Regions from separate parts of the Mus musculus genome. Here region 1 is linked to region 2. Evidence: chromatin contacts called from public HiChIP or PLAC-seq data. All regions are on one chromosome and are shown on one strand. Each heading gives the region's core, a stretch centred on a gene start, on an enhancer-like site or on the middle of the called end of the contact. The rest is flanking DNA. Distances are from core to core; before and after follow the strand shown. Region 1 has its middle 14 kb from the start of 6030442E23Rik. Region 2 has its middle 37 kb from the start of Gm35894.

The links. HiChIP or PLAC-seq counts read pairs in DNA pulled down with a chosen protein or histone mark.
Region 1: a contact with region 2 is called in an H3K27ac HiChIP or PLAC-seq map of heart atrium, with 4 times the contacts expected there. The contact joins two enhancer-like sites.

The regions. Positions count from the first base shown.
Region 1 is chr7:71,229,503-71,233,463 of GRCm38.p6, reverse strand. No RefSeq gene overlaps it. Among named protein-coding and RNA genes, the nearest start is that of 6030442E23Rik, 14 kb to the right of the region's middle. Within about 2 kb of position 2,408, at least 12 of the 459 cell types and tissues checked have an H3K27ac peak or open chromatin away from gene starts, as enhancers often do. A contact at or near this core is called in heart atrium, where this site is marked.
Region 2 is chr7:70,622,489-70,626,591 of GRCm38.p6, reverse strand. No RefSeq gene overlaps it. Among named protein-coding and RNA genes, the nearest start is that of Gm35894, 37 kb to the right of the region's middle. Within about 2 kb of position 2,366, at least 103 of the 459 cell types and tissues checked have an H3K27ac peak or open chromatin away from gene starts, as enhancers often do. A contact at or near this core is called in heart atrium, where this site is marked.

The DNA.
Region 1 (3,961 bases), core at 1,159-3,658, 610 kb before region 2:
GAAAATATGCACAGTACAAATGGTGAAAGCCTTGGGTGTTTAGGTAGGAAGTGTCTGCATCCCCCATCCAAGATTGAAAGGAAAATCTCTTGAAAAAAAAAGGGGGGGGAGGGCGCTAATACTTCCACTAACTTCCTGATGCAAGGAATGCCAAAAATATCCAGGAAGTAAGTAGTTTCTCTAAGAATGTTTTGGTCCCTGTGCACTAAGATCAAAGCAGGAAGTGCAGAGAAAAACAGCACAAATAATCAAAAGGCATCCTGCCTCCTTCTCACAGTCTCAAGCAGCTAGCTAGCTCTGAGGTTAGATGGAGAGCTGGGATTCTACTCAAACACCCTATCTACTTTTCTCTCTAGATGAGGACCAAGAAAACTGCTGTGACATTTTCAACTACACTTGACCTTACTGTCTATGGGAAGTGCCATGCGGATTTCCAGAAAGTTCAAGGCATGATTTCTGCATGTGACTTTCATTTTCTAAGCCAGGCACTCCAAAGTTCTTTCTCAGTGTTTACAACTGCTGTGTACTTTCTCTTCCTGAAATGCTATTGTGTGTATCTTTCCTTCGACTCTACTGCCTTCCTAATTCCCTGTTCACGATTTAACTTGAACCCCCTTTCCACATGTGTGACGCCCCCACTGAGGATTCACCATTATACTCAGGTCACACCTTGGTTTCAACACTTTGCATGCCCATTTATTTACTGCTCCGTTGACCTGTGTCCTTTGGAAGTCTCAACTGTGCAGTTCAGGCTTCTGCCATGCACTTGGGCTTAGCAGATGAATGTCCAGTGTTTGAGAATGGATGAATGAATAAATTAATAGATGAATGTGATCATTTCTTCAGTTAACTTCCATCGTACAATCAACTGTTCTAGACCTTATTAGCTTTAGTGAACTGTGTTTTTATAGTCCTCTGTTGGTCATCTGGGATTTAGTTGGCCATTGCTAAGCTTGACCATGCTGCCTAGGTTGGGGAAATTCACCCATGCACACTCTTCATTTCTCATTTGAGAGAGAAAATGCTGCCCAGGCATTAAAAAAAATAGCCACAGCACTTATAAAACCCCTTAAGTCATATTATTTCTACTACTTCCTATTGGTCAGAGCAAGTTGTAAGGAAAGCCCTAGATCAAAAAATGAAGTAATGAATTCTTGCCCTTCAGTCATACGACAAATGTCTCTTCTCAAAATAAATACAAAGGGGTGGTGGAAAAGTTGCTCACAGTAACATGGGCTTGGGAAGTGGCTCATTTTCTCAAGTGCTTGCAGTACAAGCATAAATTCCTGGGTTCTGATCCCAGAGCCCGTTTAGGAAGCTGGAGTGTTGAAGTAGATTTACAACACCAGAGGTGGAGAGGTGGAGGCATGAGAACACCCAGGGCTGTGTGCTCTTGCAGGCTAGAGAACGGCATCAGTAAGTAGGTACACATACATAAAAGCAACTATATACACATACGCACACAAGAGAGATCACAGTAATAAGCAAGCCTATTAAGAAAATGTTGATAACCACATGAAGATAAGATATATTTGTTTACCAATTATTAGAACAGTGAGAGAAAATATCAATATTGGTTCTTCACCTTAATTTCACCAACACAGAACCCACCCAGTGACTTGAATGTGGTCTCTGAATACATATTTATAAAATTAGATTGAAATATAGCTGAACCAATGAAGAAAGGCATTAACCATCCAAGTCTGGGATCCGGGTCTGATTCCCTGGATCTACGTAAAGGTTGAGAGAACAGAGATCGAGTCACCTCAGTAAACGTGTCCTTTGACCTCCACACCTGTGTTTGGACACACTCGTCTATCCTGCCCCACACATGTAGACACAGTAAGCAGTATATTTTTAAATTTAGAAAAGTCACAATAGGAAAAAATCCTGATGGTTTTATTTTTCTGTACTTTTTAAAGGCAGAATTCTCAGTGGACAGATGTGTTGTTGACATAAGATGAAAAGCTAGATGTGAAGTGTTGACTTTAATGAGTAAAAATAGTTTTAGGCTCCCTGTTCACATGTGTCACCCATGGAAGTTCATTTAAACCATTGCAAGCCTCCAGTAACAATACACAGGCTGACCCTTCCCTTTTGCCTCCCAAGGTCACTCTTTAAAGGGGCTTAGTGAAATCCCTGGGTAAAGTATCTCCACTGCTGCGCCCTTACAGAGACTGGGTTCCATCAGGGTGGATGCTTAGCCTCCCAAGTCTAGGCATTGATTTACAAGGAAGAACATAGCTTAGAAACAGGAGAGAGGAAGAGAAAAAACAACTAAAACCCTGGCAATAATCAACCCTTGTGAATTCCTGGCTTTCTTCCCTGGGGGGCCCAGTGGGGCCCACTCGACTGGGCCAACCCCACACAGTGCACACTGGATTGGTGGTCCGCTTATCAGGGAGAATTCCACCCACTCGGCCAAAACATACAGAAGGAAGCACACAAGAAAAAAAAATGTGAGTCTCAGATGCAAGCCTGGGGATTGAGCTTTGTGCAAAGCAAATAAGATGAGAGGGGAATTTTTCTTCACTGTTTTTCCTGTTTCACAGGACAAGCACTAACGAGATGAATCCTTAGTATATCTGAGGAGCTTTACTGCAGAGAGTGGCATGTTAGGTGACCAAAGGGATGCTTTCGGTCATTTGTCCTAAATTTGCTCTATAAATGCATTATTTAAATGTGATGTAGTTGAAATCATCCCCGTTTGCACTGCTTGATTTTTATTCACATGCTACAACTGCTATGCACATTAAAGCTATGCTGCATGGGAGAGAATGCGCAGAGCTCCCTTGAATGACCTTCTTTCTGTTGGGTTAGTGGACAGTGCCAGGATTCAGGCTTACAGACATAAAGCATTGAGTTCTTTGAAGCAACAAGATGGTTGCCTGATCGAAACCTTTGATCTACCAGTGTTTAGGAAGCACACCCTTCAGACCTCTAAAACCATGAGCCAGTGGATGTGCCACCCTTGGTCCACCTCAGTCTCCTGGGTTGTATTGACAGGCAAAGCTTTCATCTCATAGGGCCATCTCTAACATCACGATTTTCTCTCTACATTTTTCTATATTTATAATCCCATCCCATTTTCTCCTAACAACCACCTGTTTAGTAACCCTTTGAAGGACCGGTCTGCAGAGGTTGAGTGCATGTCCCCATTCAACTGGAGCAACAAAACTGAGAGTTCTCGGGGCCATTGCTAAAGTTCCACTGTGACCCTGGACTGAGAGAATTGAACGTTCTTAATAAATGCTCTGTGGTTGTCAACTTCTCATCTATACAGAACACAATTGGCTTTCAGAGGGGAAACTGGAGAATTTAACATGCTCATTCATGTTTCTCTAGATTGCCACGCTACTCCAGAATAGAGGAGGGAAATCAAATCGGAGGGAGGGATGAGTAGAGGAAACCAGTAAGATGGGACCCCAAGCTGTTCTCGTAGATACAGCTGCAGGATTCTGCAAGCACATGTCTTGTTTCCAATGGACTTTGGAAAGGCGAATCCATCCAAGTTATTTTGCCATAAAAGGGAATCATCTCTTGAGTTTGCTTTCCTAAAATCCTGTGAAGCGGAATGACCACAGCACTCCCTAAGGTCCAGAGCAAAGAATCTCCTTCTCCTCCCACATCCCGACCCCTCAGGAAAAAAAAAAAAAGATTTCCCACTAGAAGCTCAAATAATTACAAACATTCTTTGGACAGAATACAAAATTTGGGTAACAGGAGCTTGGTTTGCAGAGGGAGAGTGTGATTCATGTGTATCGTTTGATTGTATATTATCTATGAAGCTATCAAATTTGGGAGTTGACTACACATGATAATGGGTACAGGGGTGCTGTGTGTGTGTCTGTGATACATGTTTCCTTTGATTCTCTCTTTGCTACTTAACTTTAGGAAGAGTCCTAAAAAGAGACCCAGGCACTGCCAATCTCTGAAATGGAGTCTTGCTTCTTAAACCATG
Region 2 (4,103 bases), core at 1,117-3,616:
AGACTTCCACAGAGGAACGGCCTGCCTGATGGGTGGACTTCAGGGCCTGGGGACTAAACCCTTGAGGAGGTCAAGTCCCTCTCCAGGTCCCACTTCCATGTTTGCCTAGCAATAGGGCTGACAGCTTGTCTAGAATACCTCATGCTACATGGCATAGCAAAGACCACGGGGGTAATTTTGCCCTATTGTGACACTGGCAAATTTAAAAAAAAATAAAAGTCAAGGCAAGGTGGCCGCCATGCTGCCAATTAAATGAGTAACTCAAGTGTGTTTTGCTGGAAGTTACTAGATGGAGTTTCTAGAGATTTCTACTGCCAAGCAGTCCACCTAAATTTTCCTAGACAACTCCAAGCTATTCTTGAAATGTTTTCAGAATGGACCTTGGCAGGCAGAGCCCCCTTGGCTCAGCATGCCATCCCACTGCCTTCTGTATCAAAGGGGACTTCCTGCTGCGTTTGTTTACACCATTAAATTTCTTCCAAGTAAAGCCAGGAGAATTTTTCCAGGTGTTCACATTCCTAGAGGGTGGGGAAGAGGCTGAGAGCCCTGTACAAGATCAGTACTACTGCCTCAGTGCAACAACACAAAGATCTCTTTCACCACACGACCTCCTCTGGAGAGCTCTCTTTGGGGGCCCGCCTCAGAGCTCTGAAGGACCTTCCTCCGGACTCTGCGGGCACAGAGTCAACCGGTCACAGTCTGATCTGGGACTTAGAAGGATTTGGGGTGCATGTCATACTTCCAGACCCTTCTGATCCCATCAGGTCCGGGACCCAGGGCTAGTGGCCTGCCAGTCTCCCCTGCCCCCAGGAGCTCCGTCTCTTTAAAAGGGAAGCAGGGTCGATTCCAAGGAGCTACAGGTAGACAGAAGAGCTAGAACCCGATCTAGGGCAGGGCAGGTGAAGCTGGCAAGGTCAGCCATTCAGTCACCAGGTGGTGCATTTAATTTAAAAGGAGTGTTAACCTTGTTTATACAAAATAACACCAATATGGAGGGAAGCCGTAAATCCGTTGTCGTTAAACAGTGGGGAGCCGCTGGCTCTGGCAGCCTGCCCACCAGCGACGTGAACTCGGCTGGCACTGAGCGTGCAGGAGCACGGCCCGGGCGGGCTTGCCAGCCTAGCCAGAGAAGGCCGGAGCTGCTCCCTCTCTGCCCACCAGATGACTCTTCGCATTCTTGTCAAATATATTTAGAACAAGAGGTGTCCGCTTAAAGAGACGCATTTGTTAATCACTTAAATGCAGGCGTTTGGCCGCGAGCCAAGTTTACCTTTATAAATATGTAGGATCGGTTTCCAGCTAGGCAGACAACTCCTGGGTGAGATCTCCTCCCCCCCCCCCCCCCGCACCCTTCTCTGGGGCAAGCGTCTCCTCCAATCGACCTAAGGTGCATGTCCCTAACACCTTATTAATTTTGTAGCCGGCGGGGGTTTCCTGAGCCCATGCCAGTCTTCTATCTGAAAGTTAAAGGAGATAAACACACGCTGGCCCTGCACAGAGAGGAGAGCGGTGTTTCTTTAAGTAAGGAGCAGATTAGAGTTAAATTCCTGTTGACTGGAGAGCCGGTGTCCACATCCTTCTGTTTACCAGCAGCTGTCCCTGTTAATGACACTCTGATAACTCTAGAGCTGCCCTGGTCAGCGGTGGGTGAAGCAGATAAAGACGCCACTGTTAAACAGCCCAGACCTCCACTTCTCTCTCACTCCTTGACTGAAGAGTCAGTGAAAAGTGCCCAGAAGAGGCAAGCCCTGGGTGCCCTGGCATTTGCTCCCCAACTTGCGAGTTCATAGTCCAAAAGCCCTGGCTGTTCAGGCAGTCTACTGCAAAGCTGATGAAAATTCCAGCAGTGGAGACTGGAAGGGCAGGGTGGGGGCGGGGAGAGCAGCTGCCTAGCCGGGTCAGAAGGTCAGCCGTAGGCATCTTGGAGAACTCTCCTCCTCCTGGTTTAGTAGCAAGGACACTTCCCTGCCCCCCAACCCGACGAACAGAGATAGTTAACATCTCGGGGCCTCAGCAAAGAACCACAGCTGTCCTAGGGTCGTTAACCACAGGGAAGTCACGTTTAATATTTGGAACAATCGCCCTCCAAAGATTTTATTGTTGTAGGGGACTTTGCCCTGCACCCTGGTGAATACCCTTGAGTCTGCAGCCAAAACCGCAGGCGAGAAGATTAAAGAAAGGTGCCTAAAGTGACTTGGAAAGGTTAGTGGCAGTGTATGAGCTGGAAGCCAGCTCCCTATCTGTTATTCGTTCCAGGCAGACAAACAGATATTTAAATTTCCTACTTGAAGCAGGCAGACAGCAGCTCTCTAGCTTCTTCTTACACTGGGGAACCTGCCAAGCCCTCACCTGGCTCAGCTCCCAGCCTGGGTGATCCCTGGGCTTTCTAAGACCCACCTCCAGCCTGCTTAATTCCTGAATACAACCCACGTGAAGATCAACAAACGCAGAATCCCATAATCCCTTTCGTGCTCTAACCAGTGAAGCAGACATACCTCCAATCAAGGCCAGGCCTCGGACAAATTGATTTCTGCTTTTAGAAAGTGTAAATATTTTTGCTTCTTTTCACCTAATTTTTGTCACCTGAAGTATGCCCCTGATTTACTCCAGGAGATACTGAGGGGGTCAGGGAGGTAAAAGGTTAGCCAAGTAGGGTGAGCTGTTCAAAAGAAAAATGAGCTTACTTGGAGTCCAGGTGATTTCCTTAAGAAGGTCTAAAAAGGTCTTTGATATTATTATGAGACTAACAAGGCAGGGTATTTCTCTTTCTTTTTCTTTTCTTTTTTCTTTTTCTCTTTCTCTTTCTGCTTCTTTTTCATTTTCATTTTCTTTTCTTCTTTTTCTTTTTCTTTTTCTTTTCCTTTTTCTCTTCTTTTCTTTCTTTCTTTCTTTCTTTCCTTTTTTTTCTTCTTATTTTTTTCTTTCAAGACAGAATTCTTCTATGGAACAAAGCCTACTCCTGAACTAGCTTTGCAGACCAAGCTGGTCTCAAAATCACAGAGGTCCTATTGCTTCTGCTTTTGGAGTTCTGGACTTAAAGGCATGCTTCACTACCCCTGGGCTGAGACAAACTATTCTAATACACTGTCTAGGGCACCATAAGGTCTGTGATCCATATTTCCAAACTGTAACATCTCCACAAATATCTTTACACAAAACATTCTAAAATGACTCCTTCTTTACAATGTAATTGGATTATTGTCTTGGTGTGTGTGTGTGTGTGTGTGTGTGTGTGTGTGTGCTTGTGTGTGTATTCAAGTTTTCCTATGTGTGTGGGTGCATAACTGTGGAGGTCAGTCTCCAGTTTTGAGAAAGGTTTTCTCAATGGCTTGGAGCTCACAATTATTCGTGAGTCCAACCATTGTGCATGAGTCCAAGAACCCTCAGGCATCCAACCATCTCCACCTCTCTAGCACTGGAGGATTACGGTTACATACACTCCATGTCTTGCTTTTACTCAGAGGTTCTGGGGATAGAAGTCAGATTGAACTGAACCGCTTACTGACTAAGTCATCTCTGTAGCCCTAGATTGTTAACTCTTTATGGGAGATTTTAAATTAGCAGTTGCTAATGAGTTGACTCTTGTCTCCACAAAATTCCTAGCTGAGAGTGCAGAGCCTCCAGTCCCTCAGAATACCACTTGGCTAGGTTCCATTTAGAGATAATAAAGTTAAAGTGAGTTCATTACAGTGAGCTCTAATCCTAAATGACTGATATCCTTGTAAAAGGCGGAAATTTACAAACAGTTAAGCCTGAAAGGAGCCAAAGACACAGATTGCCTGCCCCCAGTAGCCCTTAGAATGCTACCCACCCTCTTATTTAGGAGGGCCACTGAGATGGCTCAGAGGGCGAGGTGCCTACTGTTAAGCCTGACAAAGTAAGTTCAATCCCCAGTACCCACATAATAGAAGGGGAGAACTGACTCCCATGGCCACATGCAGACCATGGCACTTGCATGCCTCCATGTGTGTAGGAGCATACACATGGACACACCCACACAGAATAAATAAGAAGAAAGCAAGCATCCTCACATCTATACGTCCAGATTCTAGATATATACTAAACCAAGTTGAGAGTTGGTTTGGTTTGATTTTTCAGTATCA